Linked DNA regions of Macaca mulatta: region 2 is linked to region 1. Evidence: chromatin contacts called from public Hi-C data. All regions are on one chromosome and are shown on one strand. The core of a region is the stretch at or near the end of the contact, and the rest is flanking DNA. Distances in the headings are between cores, read along the strand shown. Region 1 overlaps ANKRD22 (ankyrin repeat domain 22). Region 2 overlaps ACTA2 (actin alpha 2, smooth muscle).

Region 1 (6,252 bases), core at 2,482-4,981:
CCTGGGCTCAAGTGAACCTTCAACTTCAGCCTCCAAAGTTGCCAGGACTACAAGCATGTGCCAACACACCTGGATAATTTTTTACTTGTTATTATTTTGTGTAAAGATTGGGGGGGGGTCTTGCTATGTTGCCTACACTGGTCTTGAACTCCTGATCTCAAACTATCCTTCTACCTTGGCCTCCCAAAGTGCTGGGATTCCAGACATGATCCACTGCACATGGCCTGTTTCAAGTTCTTAACCTTTCATTTTTATAAATAATATTGCCTGAACCTGCTCATTCATAAAGTTTGGTCGACATTTCCAAATTTGTCCTTTGCATACATTTCTGAAAATAGAATTCCTGGCACAAAAAGTATTAATGCTTTTCATATTGTGCTACCAAATTGTGTTCTAACAAGACAATAATAACTTAAACTTTCTGATCAACATTTATTTTCTTTTTTAATCTTGGTCATTTTGACAGACAAAAACAAGGATCTTTATGTTTTAATTTAATTGCTATCAATAGAATCCATATTTTCTATAGGCTAGTGCTTCTGAACCACCAGCAGAGCTTTTTGTTTGTTTGTTTTTAAGGCCTTTGTTTAGTGCTTCTGGAAATAATTTATAAACAGATTTCAGACATGAGAAATCACCAGTTAAAATTATTAATGTACAAAATTAATATTTGGAGAAAATAAAAATATTAAATGCTAACACATTAGAAACATTTGAAAGTGGAAAATGCAAACTGAAAACTGAATGTATCCACTAAAGTCTTTTTCATGGTTTTTATGATACCAGAAAATCCCAGAAGGCTAGCTGAGGCCCTCCTCTTCTGCAAAGCAGAGATAAAAGCGTCTCCTCAGCCTTGCCCACAGGCTAACATCTCCTCCCTCCATTTCCTAATGAGCGCATCTCTTAAAAGAGCTCAAGAACCCACAGACATCTGTCCTCTGGCACTACCACTCACCGCAACTCCACATATCTGGTTTCACAGCAGTGATCTACAGAGATCCTATTATACTCTACGATGTCGTATATCTGTTCAATTCAGCACAGTCATGACTCGCTTTTAATCCCAACCAAATGTAAAATAGTAAGCACAAATAAAAAAGTCCAATAGCGATCAATTTTCTGATAGTACATCGTTACAATGAGCTAGTCTCCAAATGACTTAGAAGAGGCAAAGGGGGAATTCCAGTGTTTTCTCGCCTTGAATGCATATGAGTGGGTATAGGACAGTCATAATGATTGCAAAAAAATGACTTTTAATATTTATTCAGTGTAATTTAAACATTGCCTTCACTACGATGCAAATGCTAGATGTTCAGAAAGGAAAGGGCTCCACAAGGATTTTCACAGCAATACACACATAATCTTCTCTTCCTTGGTCCTGAAGGCTCCAAAGTAGCTAATATTGCATCTTTAAATATATTATTTACATCTTTTTGTGTGACTTCAAGTAACCTCTGGTTCATGAGCTTATTTGTCCTTGGTAAATTTCTCAATAGTACTCTTTCATTCTACAAGTACACTATAGGATCCTCTGGAGATCAGGACATTAATACAGCAGGTAAAAATCTAACTAATGAAACAGCATTTCTTTTCCAAGAAATCTTTGCCATTGCTTCTGTGTTAGTGACAAGAAAGAGAGGAGAGGGAGAAAGAGGACGATGAAGACAGGAAGAAGGAAAAGAAAGAAGCTCTATCCAGCCAAATGAGTGAACCAGAGGTAAAAAGATGTAATTTATCACAAATTATGCCTGCTGATTGAACTATGTTTTATTTTGCTGTTTAGTCTAATAAAGTGTCCTTGCTATGTGTCAGTCTCTCTAAAGTAAAGCTAAGATAATTGTTGGTATTAGGAGCTACAAGCAATTTTAAAAATAACATGCACCACTTCTAGTGATTCAAGGAGAAAAGAATGACCATGAACAATTACACTCTCCTTTTGTGTCATGACCTCACCTGGTTTTTGAGGTTGACATTAGCATTTCTTCTTAAAAGGAAGGAAACGATTCTCACATGCCCTCGCCTGCAAGCACAGATCAGGGGAGTGTCTCCATTAAAGCCATCTTGAATGTTGGCATAGCTGCTGTCTTCTTTCACCCACCGCCACACTTGTCCAAAGTCATTCTGATAGGCCGCTTGGCAGATGGGCTGAGTCAGGAAAAACAAAAGCAGGTTTTTAAATACTGGCATAATTAAACCACAAAAAGGAAAAAAAAGTCATAACCCAATACATTAAAATTTAAATGTTTTAAAATTGTAATATATTGCTTTGTAGGTGAGATTTTCTGGTCTCGGTTATGCCAAACCTTAAGTCTAGATCAAGAATTAGCCCATGAGGAATCTCCTACATTTTCCTAAGTTTTCTTGGCACACACTTATGCCCATCAAATAGACAAATGGATGAATAAATAATGAAATACTACAAATTCAACTCAGTAAGGAAACTATGTATAGTGCTTACAGGTAGGTGAGCCTGTCAGAAAAGCAGACATTTTCTTTACTAAAGATAAAATACCTTTATCTTTATCTTTACTAAAGATAAAATAGAAAACAAACATATGGGGAAGAGTTTAGGGCAGCACTATTGATGAAATAAGACCTACATCGCACCCTGTATTCAAGGAGCTCAACAGAGCAGAAAAGACAGTTTTTTAAGGCAAATAATATACAAATAACAAATTATATGACTAACTACACTTGATGTTTGGTACCTTCCATCTGGGCCTCTGCCCTGAATACTCCCTCTGCATAAAACATACCCCCTGCCCTTCATCTGAATAACACCTAGCTCACCCTTGGTGTCATAACTTAATTTTCATTTTATCCAACAAGTCTTATCTTACTTCCAACATTCAGTATCTCTCCCTCACAGCAACTGACATAACCAAAACTCTTTTCTTAATTATGTACAATCATGCATTTCGGGCTAGCATGAATCAGGAGAGGTTTGAGGCAGTGCTGAGAAGGAAGGCACTGAAGTTCAGGCTGTAAACCCCATTTGATTTACCGCTGTTTCCCCAGCATTCAACACAGCAAACAGTAAATATTTTTAGATTAATCTTCTTTACATGATGTTTTTCAAAAAGCATTTAGAGTAATACCTGGCATACGGATGGTGCTTAATGTATAAAAGTTATCATTATTGCTACTGTCGTTCTTTAATAATCAAGTCAAATCCCTACTGTGTGCCAGTCACAGGTACCAGAGAATAAAGAGTATAAAATACATCATCTTACCCATGTAAAATGTATCCATCAAGTGGGGAAATACGACAGAGACACTCACATGCAGAGTAAATGACAAGAAAAAAAAAACTTTTGGTATGGGTAGGTACATAAGCACCTGTAGAAATTGGGACATATCAAGGGGAAAGTCAAGTGGGTGTATTTGCTAATAAACTGAGGTTCTAACATAGCCAAATATCACAATAAGTGGACTATAATATACTTTTAAACCTAAAGACCTACTCATGAAAGAAACATCCTAACAGAAAATTAACTCAGCAGCAATTAAAGGCAAACTTCTGTACCTTAAAAATGAAATGAACGTGACGCATGGGCTTTAAGTTTCAATAGAAATGCACAATTACACAAATCCCCTGTTCTGTCATCCTGAAGTCTTCCCTTTACTAAGCTTTCCAACAGGTGGGCACTTCAGCGTCTCAGCATACCGTGTGGCTGATGTAGAAAGGACTGGGGCAGTTGAAATACTTGTCTCGTGTCAGAAAAACAGGATGTAATTGCGGCTCTGTTACTACCTCCCCCGGTGACTGTGGACAATTCACTTCCCTACTCTATCTCAGTGTCCTCGGTCATTAAATGAAGGAATAAGTCAGAAGTTCCCTTGGGTTTTCATATTCTATTACTTCTGGGACTCTAGTCTCAACCAACAAATCTTCCACATCACTGCTGGAGTCTAGGGTTATGTCAACACAACAGTGCTTTAATAAAACCTTCAGTGACTTGCCATTGTCCTAGCAGCAATGCCCAGTCATTTGGATTTCAAAAATAAGTGAAACAAAACTAAATGCAACAAGACAGTGTTAAGTCACCAACTCTTAATTTTTCCAATTAAATGTATTTAAAACAATACTTTTATTTCATAAAAGATATTTGAACAAATACAAAGATAAATGAAGGAGATTTTAACAAAATATGTAAGAATATAATCACCAGAGGAGAAAGCAGTTCTTTATATTGGATAGATTTAGTTAGCTTTATAGAAAAATTCATTTTATTGTCCTTTTAAAAGATTTTACCATAAACTAGTGAAAATTTAATAATGGAGTGATTAGCAGTGGCCACTACTCATCAAGCATTTGAAAATTGATGGTCTACCATGAAGAGCTTGAAAACAAGTGGCATTAGAGCTCTCGTTCTCTTTTCTCAAATATTTACATTACTTAACAACATTTTAAAAACTAGAATATTTCATGTAGTAATCTGGCTTTCCAGCTTCTCTTTAAAAATGGAAACTTTTGGGTGGGCGCAATGGCTTACGCCTGCAATCCTAGCACTTTGGGAGGCTGAGATGGGTGGATCACCTGAGGTCAGGAGTTCAAGATCAGCCTGGCCAACATGGAGAAACCCCATCCCTACTAAAAATACAAAAAAAAAAAAATAGCAGGGTGTGTTGGCTGGTGCTATAATTCCAGCTACTCGGGAGGTTGAGGCAGGAGAATCACTTGATTTGGCAGTGATCCGAGATCATGCCACTTCACTCCAGCCTGGGCGAAAGAGCAAAACTCTGTCTCCAAAAAAAAAAAGAAAGAAAGAAAGAAAGAAAAAAGAAAGTTTTGCTAACATTGGACCCATATTCCTGTAGGATACCAAATAACTGGTGCTTAGTGGTGGTGACTCCAGTTCTCCATAGTCCCCTCCACTTGCCATCACATTACACTGGTTCACTTCACTCATCTATGTTACCCTCCTGGTAACATAGACCTCCAGGAGCTCTCTGCTTAGGCTTCTCAAAATCTTTACTAAGAGGTAACTAAAAAGAAGAAGAGAAAAAGATGGGGAGTTGTTCTGCAAGAGTCGCTCAGTGCTTTTGAGGGCTTTCTCAACCCAATTTGAGCAATATTACATAAAATACTAACCCTGTCTTATCTTTAGTCTTTCTTAGGCTTCCTAGATCCAAGACACAGAGTTACCAGGAAGCTAAGTGTCTCCCTTCTCAGTTGAGATGTACAAGTACAGTCATGCTTCACTTCACGACAGGGATACGTTCTGAGAAATGTGTTGTTAGGTGATTTTGTCATTGTGGGAACATCATAGAGTGTACTTACACAAACCTAGGTGGTAGAGCCTATTACTAATATGGTATACCCTGTGGCTCCTAGGCTAAAAACCTATACAGCATGTTACTGTACAGAATACGGTAGGCAGTTGTAACACAATTGTAAGTATTTGTGCCTCTAAACATAGGTGAACATATAAAAATATACAGTAAAAATATAGTGTAAAAGATAAAATGGTACACCTGTGTGGAGCAGCTCCATTATAATCTTACAGGAACACCGCTGTATATGCTGTTCATCACTGACTGTGAGCTCATGTGATACGTGACTATAATTTAATGTGAGAGTCGCACTAACAGCTGAAAAGACTCCATGCTGTTATGAACTTTCGGTTTCCACTAGGGAGCAGCACAGCGTAAGAAAAGCACTGACAGCGGACAGAAGGGAAGTCCAATAGAAAGTGCTGGTTGACAAGCCAGGAATGGAAAAGAGAAAGGACTGTCCATTTGGGTTGCTGGAAAAGCTATCATAAACCCCTTTTAACTCCTTAAGCTCTGGAATTTGGGGGCACCCTGGGTGTAGAAGAAACACACTTGGGAAATTATTATAATAACTCTATCCCCTAATAGTCTCAGAACCCTTCTGTCCATCCTCACTGCTAAAGTGCTACTTCAGATCTTCATCATTCTCACCAAGACCACTGCACACAATTCTTTCAATCTCAAGTATCCCATATGCCATTTTTCCAGCTTCATCTCCTACCACTGTCTTATCCATACCCTTGATCTAAATAAAGGTATGTGTGTTATTAACAACCATCTCCCCAGCTAGACAGTAAGCTATATAAGGGCACTGTGGCTACATGAGGCTACATTGTGTCTGTACTGATTCATCATTGTACCCCCAGTATCTAACATAGTGCCTGACGCATGGTAGGCATTCAATATGTACTTAGTAAGTAAGTAAGAGAAGGAAGAAATTATAAGATGAGTTAACAGTTATTGAGTAGCTCATTT
Region 2 (5,661 bases), core at 309-2,808, 100 kb after region 1:
GTTTTTTAAAAAATCCATGTTTCCCTCAATGAACATAGAAGTCAGACCTGTTTCTATATGTACATATATATGTGTGTGTATATATATATGTTTAATACATAGTGTATGCATTAAAAGTCATATCTTGTATATTAAAAGTCACACACATACATGTGTATACATATGGGAAATGTATATGTGTGTGTGATTTTTAATATACAAGATATTACTTTTAAGATACATAGGCACAGTGGCTCATGCCTATAATTCCAGCATTTTGGGAGGCCAAGAGGAAAGAATTGCTTGAGCCGAGAAGTTCAAGGCTGCAATGAGCTATGATTACACCATTGCACTCCAGCGACAGAGTGAGACCTTATCTCTAATATATATAGTGTATATATATACACACACACATATATATGTGTGTATATGTATATATATATACGTGTGTGTATGTGTAATTGTTTTCGCCCATCAGGTTACCAGTACTGGGGTTATGAGTGTAAAGTAATATAATCACTTTGCAAGTTATGAGGTACTGTAGATTATCCCATTGATACACTGTAGTCCATGTTATTTTTTAAAATCTCCAATGTATTCTCAAATTATTCCTCTTTACAGAACCGAAATGCAGCTCCCCACTTTAGGTAATGTGATTCTACCCTTTGCTTGAGAAACATATCCATCCTAATTGTCATGTGCTCAGCTGGACCACTAGAGGGAGCCATCCTGTAACGGGTGAGGTCAACCTAACGTGATCTCGGTCGGGTATTGATCGGAGGCCAACGCTAGAAGTTACCAGTAGCCTATTTCAGATTTATTAAAAAACACATAGGTAACGAGTCAGAACTTTGGCTAGGAATGACTTGGAAAAGAACTGAAGGCACAATTCCACAGAACATTCACAGTTGTGTGCTAGAGACAGAGAGGAGCGGGAAAGTGTTTTAGAAGCATTTGCGGTGGACAATGGAAGGCCCGGCTTCATCGTATTCCTGTTTGCTGATCCACATCTGCTGGAAGGTGGACAGAGAGGCCAGGATGGAGCCACCGATCCAGACAGAGTATTTGCGCTCCGGAGGGGCAATGATCTGTCAGTCAAGATGAAAAAGAAGGGTCATTAATGTCATCATGAGTGCAGTCGTTAGTGCGATAGGACAGAGCCTGGGTGTTCTACCATGGCTTAGTTTCTTGTTCAGCAGGGACACAGGCTTGTCTGTTAGATGCCAATTGTGTCCTAATTGTGTCATGTTCTTGGCAGGACCGCCAGAGGGAGCCACGGGTTTAGAAATTCTTCAGTAAGCACATTCGTTTTTCTCATGTGTAACTCCTCAACCACACTATTGAGCAAACAGAGTTGGCTGCAAATCTAGCCATGGCCCCCACTTAAGAACCCTGGCAATGCCTCTGATTTCCATGAACTCAGCCTCAGAATTCAACACGAAACACTTTCTGTAGAAACTCTAGGCTATTCAAAGGAGAAGTTGTAATTGTGCTAGGACTTACTATACAAATGTTTTTTGACGTGGTGAAGCGAACTACCACTTTTCACCCAGATGCTCTGTTTAACAATGGGGGATTCAGGGTCCCCTGCTGGGGACATTCCCTTGCAATAGGTGCCTCTTAAGCTGCACTGTTTGGCCTTTCCCAGTGCATAGGCCTAACATGCAAGGCATGCTCATGTTTCTTAAATAAATGAATGGTTTAGGCACAGAGAACAGTGAAAACTGGTTAACCAGTTTAATCTTTATCTTCTGAGCTCTGCTTGAGCATGTACTTCTTAATACAAAGTACTGATATTTACTGAACACGTAATTATATGTCAGACACTATGCTAAGCATTTTACATGTATTATCTCATTTGATTCTCATAAATATCTTGAAGAATAAGTCTTAAATTACTCCCATATTACATATGAGGAAACAGAGGCTGAGACAGTTTAAGTAACTGACCCAGGTAACACTGGTTATATCAGTGTCAGATCTAATATTCAAACCTGGGTTCTCCCAGGTGGTTTTTTGTTTTGTTTTGTTTTTAAAAATAACCTTTTTATTTTGAAATAATTTTAGATTTTCAGAAAAGTTGTAAAGAATTTAATATAGTTTGGATGTCTCCTCCGAATCTCATGTTGGGATGTAATCCCCAGTGTTGGAGGTGGGGTCTGGTGGGAGGTGTTTGGATCACAGGGGTGGATCTCTCATGAATGGCTTAGGCTATCTCCTTGGTGATAAGTGAGCTCTTCTTCCGAGTTCACATGAGAGATCTGGTCATTTCAAAGTGTGTGGCACCCTCCCCCCAACCCCTGCCCTCTCTGTTACCCCTGCTTTTGCCATGTGAGGTGTCTGCCCCTGCTTTGCCTTCCACCATGATTCGAAGCTTTCTGAGACTGAGGCCTTCCCAGAAGCTGATGCTAGAGCTGTTTCCTGTACAGCCTGCTGAACTGTGAGCCAATTAAACCTCTTTTCTTTACAAATTACCCAAGTCTCAGGTATTTCTTTATAGCAATGCAAGAACAGCCTATGGCAAATTCTATGGGAGTTCCCATAGGTCCCTCATCCAGTTCCGTTTTCACCAAATGTTATCATCTTATTGTCCCAGGTTTCTCCTGGTGCTCTGTACTATCTCACTACATTGGGGCCCAGAGTTTCACATTCATTTATATTCAAGAAACTAAGTTTAGAGAACTAGGAACTGCCCAACTCTAGCAATAGCCTCTTTCTGTTATCGACCCTCAACCAGATGAATTCTGTAGTGAGCCCAGCTGCTGGCTTCATTCTCCTCCCTCTGCTGTGAAAATAAGAGGGAGGTAAGAGCTGATCAGAACGGCATCCAAGAAACACAAACCCTGTTGGAAAACAGTCTCTCTTCTCTCACGCTGAAGTGTTTTAGGGCAGAACTAGTCAGAGCCTGTCATGGAGAGAGAAAGTGTGCGTGTTTCAGTCTAGCACACTCTCTAATGTTAGCTGCATACTCCTTCTAAAAAACAGAAGGGAGTGCAAAGAGGAGAGAATTTGTTTAAATACCCACATGTGTGAACTGCACTAGAATTGCCCCTCTGCTTCCTGTGACATGAGTCAGAAAGTCCCAAGTGTGGCCTTCTTACTTCAGAGAGTGATAATAGCCTTTGAGAAGTGACCAGCCACAGGTTAAGTTTGCCTCCAAAGAATTATCTCCATTTAATCCCTGAGTTCCCTTCACTAGGGCTCAACATTCACACCACATACAGGGGTCCTGGGTGGCTCAGGGACTGAGCTTGGTCATCCTGGAGTCATTCAGTGCTTCTGAGCGCCTGTATCAAAAGATGTGCTAGACAGAGGAATGAAGATAAAATTCGAATTCCTGGCCACGGGATTGAGGTTAGTAATGGAAGAAGAGTATAACGCTCCTGAATCTACAGTGTTTAAAGTTCTTCAGAAATAAGTCTAGGTCATCTGTATTTTTTTAAAATGTGTTACATGCACGATGCATTATTTTTTGTGTCGAGCAAACAAAATGCATATTTTAAAGAGATATGAACATGTGGGGAGCTCTGCTGATCTTGATTGCAGCTGCTGAAAGTAGCTGATAAGGATAAACAGAGATCAAATTTTGTATAAAGTCACTCAATTTTTCTTATGAACTGGATTGACTTACATCCTGTAAAATATGGGATTTGTGTCCACTACCTACCCCTAAAACCCACAATTGCGTGTCACCAAAATACAGTCTCTGAAGAGTTCTAGTCTGTGGTTATAGGGCTGACACTGCTGGCATCATTGCCACTGAGTCTGTCACTGAACAGTACCTTGATCTTCATGGTGCTGGGCGCTAGGGCCGTGATCTCCTTCTGCATTCGGTCGGCAATGCCAGGGTACATAGTGGTGCCTCCTGATAGGACATTGTTAGCGTAGAGGTCCTTCCTGATGTCAATATCACACTTCATGATGCTGTTGTAGGTGGTTTCATGGATGCCTGCAGACTCCATCCCTGGAAAAGAGACACAGGCCATGGTCCTTAGGTGGAGAGTAAAACCCAGGCTAGACGTGGAAGACCAAACTTGAGCATCTGGATGATCTTGCAGTGGACTGAGGCTGGGATGACATAATAATCTAGGAACCACCTGTCTGAGAGACTAAAGGGTCTTGTTACGTTCTATGTCTTCCTGACTCCCTTCTGATGAGGAAGGCCTGCTGCAGCATCCTGAGGCACAGGCTACAACAGGTATCACTGATTTTTTTTAACAGACTCACTACTCACTCCATGTGGTTTAAATCAGGGGTGAAGCCTTCCGATTCCCTGTAAAGCTTCCATGCTGAGCCAATATTGCAGCCACTCTTCAGAGCTCTCCCAGGTCTCCATTTGACAGCTACCTTGCATCTGCCCCAGCCCCCAAAGCTAATGGGGCTGGATTATCAGGAAAATTTTCTATCCTGTTCAGACAAAGGATCATTTTTTCCAATCTTGCTAAAATTTTTTTGGGGGGCGGGTCTGGACTTTTGTTAATTTCTGATGCAGGTGTTTTGAAAAAAATCTCTAGGTGCCCCTTCATCTTCTGCGGTGCTGTGATGTAATGATAACGTTAACAATAGCACTACCTGATTATTAATTACTAGTGATATCTGATAATTATTGAATGCTTGCTTTTGCCAGGCAGTGGGCTAAATGTTCTTTATCTATCTCATGTAATTCTCACAGCCATTCTAGGACATAAGTAATATTACAGTCTCCACTTTATATATGAGGAGACAAATTGGGAAGGTTGTGACTTTCCCAAGATCAAGACAACTAAGACTGAAACCCAGGCTCATCCCTCTCAGAGCCTGCCTATGTAAACAACTATACAAACCTGTCTCTCCAAGACAATGTGGATGTAGGAACAGACTCACTTTGAGTGCTCTTCTACTTTTCTCTCCCCCAGCATTCCCAAATTCTCAGCATTCAGCACACTCTCCCTACCCTTTCCACTGTCTCCAAAGCATAGGCATTATTTAATTCTTTCATCATACACCAAGAATGCTTTGGGCTTAACTGCAACGTAGATATTGTTTTCTTCGAAAGAAAACTTCTTTCCTGGCCTCATTATGTCTTCTCACCTTGAATATGTGGCACTTTCCCTTTTTCTGGTTTAGAAATGCTTTTGGTCTTGGGGCAACCGTCACTTGTCTCCATGTTCTGGAGGCTGGCTTGATACGGGAGAAGACAATGACTCCCCTTCCCAGGAAAAGGGCGTTTGTTGCCTACCGATGAAGGATGGCTGGAACAGGGTCTCTGGGCAGCGGAAGCGTTCATTTCCGATGGTGATCACTTGCCCATCAGGCAGCTCGTAACTCTTCTCAAGGGAGGAGGAGGATGCGGCAGTGGCCATCTCATTTTCAAAGTCCAGAGCTACATAACACAGTTTCTCCTTGATGTCCCGGACAATCTCACGCTCAGCTGTCAACCAGATACAAACATTGTGGCAAACATTAGGGTCTGCACAGGTGGTAAAGATCTACCTACCCTACTTCAGTCTCTCCCTCAAGATATACGCCTTCAAAAAATGTGTCAGTTCAATATTCTTCAATCCAAAATCCATGATGACAATGACGTAGTAGGGCCACCAGGGAATCACCTCTGTTCCTAGCACCCTGTCTCATGCATAGTAGGCCCTCAGTATGCGTTGTCTGGAAAATGTATAACAAGAATAAAATGAGCTAGCTAGAGAA

What was found. Hi-C and Micro-C count contacts between places; a contact is called where the count stands out from the background.
Region 2: a contact with region 1 is called in a Hi-C map of blood, with 3 times the contacts expected there. The contact joins two enhancer-like sites. A contact is called at or near these places in 7 of 14 Hi-C or Micro-C datasets (CD4 T cells, blood, fetal cortex germinal zone and 3 more).

What each region holds. Positions count from the first base shown.
Region 1 is chr9:100,906,465-100,912,716 of T2T-MMU8v2.0, forward strand. ANKRD22 (ankyrin repeat domain 22) reads right to left here. Exons shown (of 6, transcript XM_001082543.5): 2 at 1,954-2,145. Among named protein-coding and RNA genes, the nearest start is that of ANKRD22, 16 kb to the right of the region's middle. Within about 2 kb of position 3,732, at least 6 of the 40 cell types and tissues checked have an H3K27ac peak or open chromatin away from gene starts, as enhancers often do.
Region 2 is chr9:101,012,378-101,018,038 of T2T-MMU8v2.0, forward strand. It overlaps ACTA2 (actin alpha 2, smooth muscle), which reads right to left. Exons shown (of 9, transcript NM_001258072.1): 7 at 5,198-5,389; 8 at 3,762-3,943; 9 at 829-1,067. The coding sequence ends at 924. Among named protein-coding and RNA genes, the nearest start is that of ACTA2, 15 kb to the right of the region's middle. Within about 2 kb of position 1,559, at least 12 of the 40 cell types and tissues checked have an H3K27ac peak or open chromatin away from gene starts, as enhancers often do.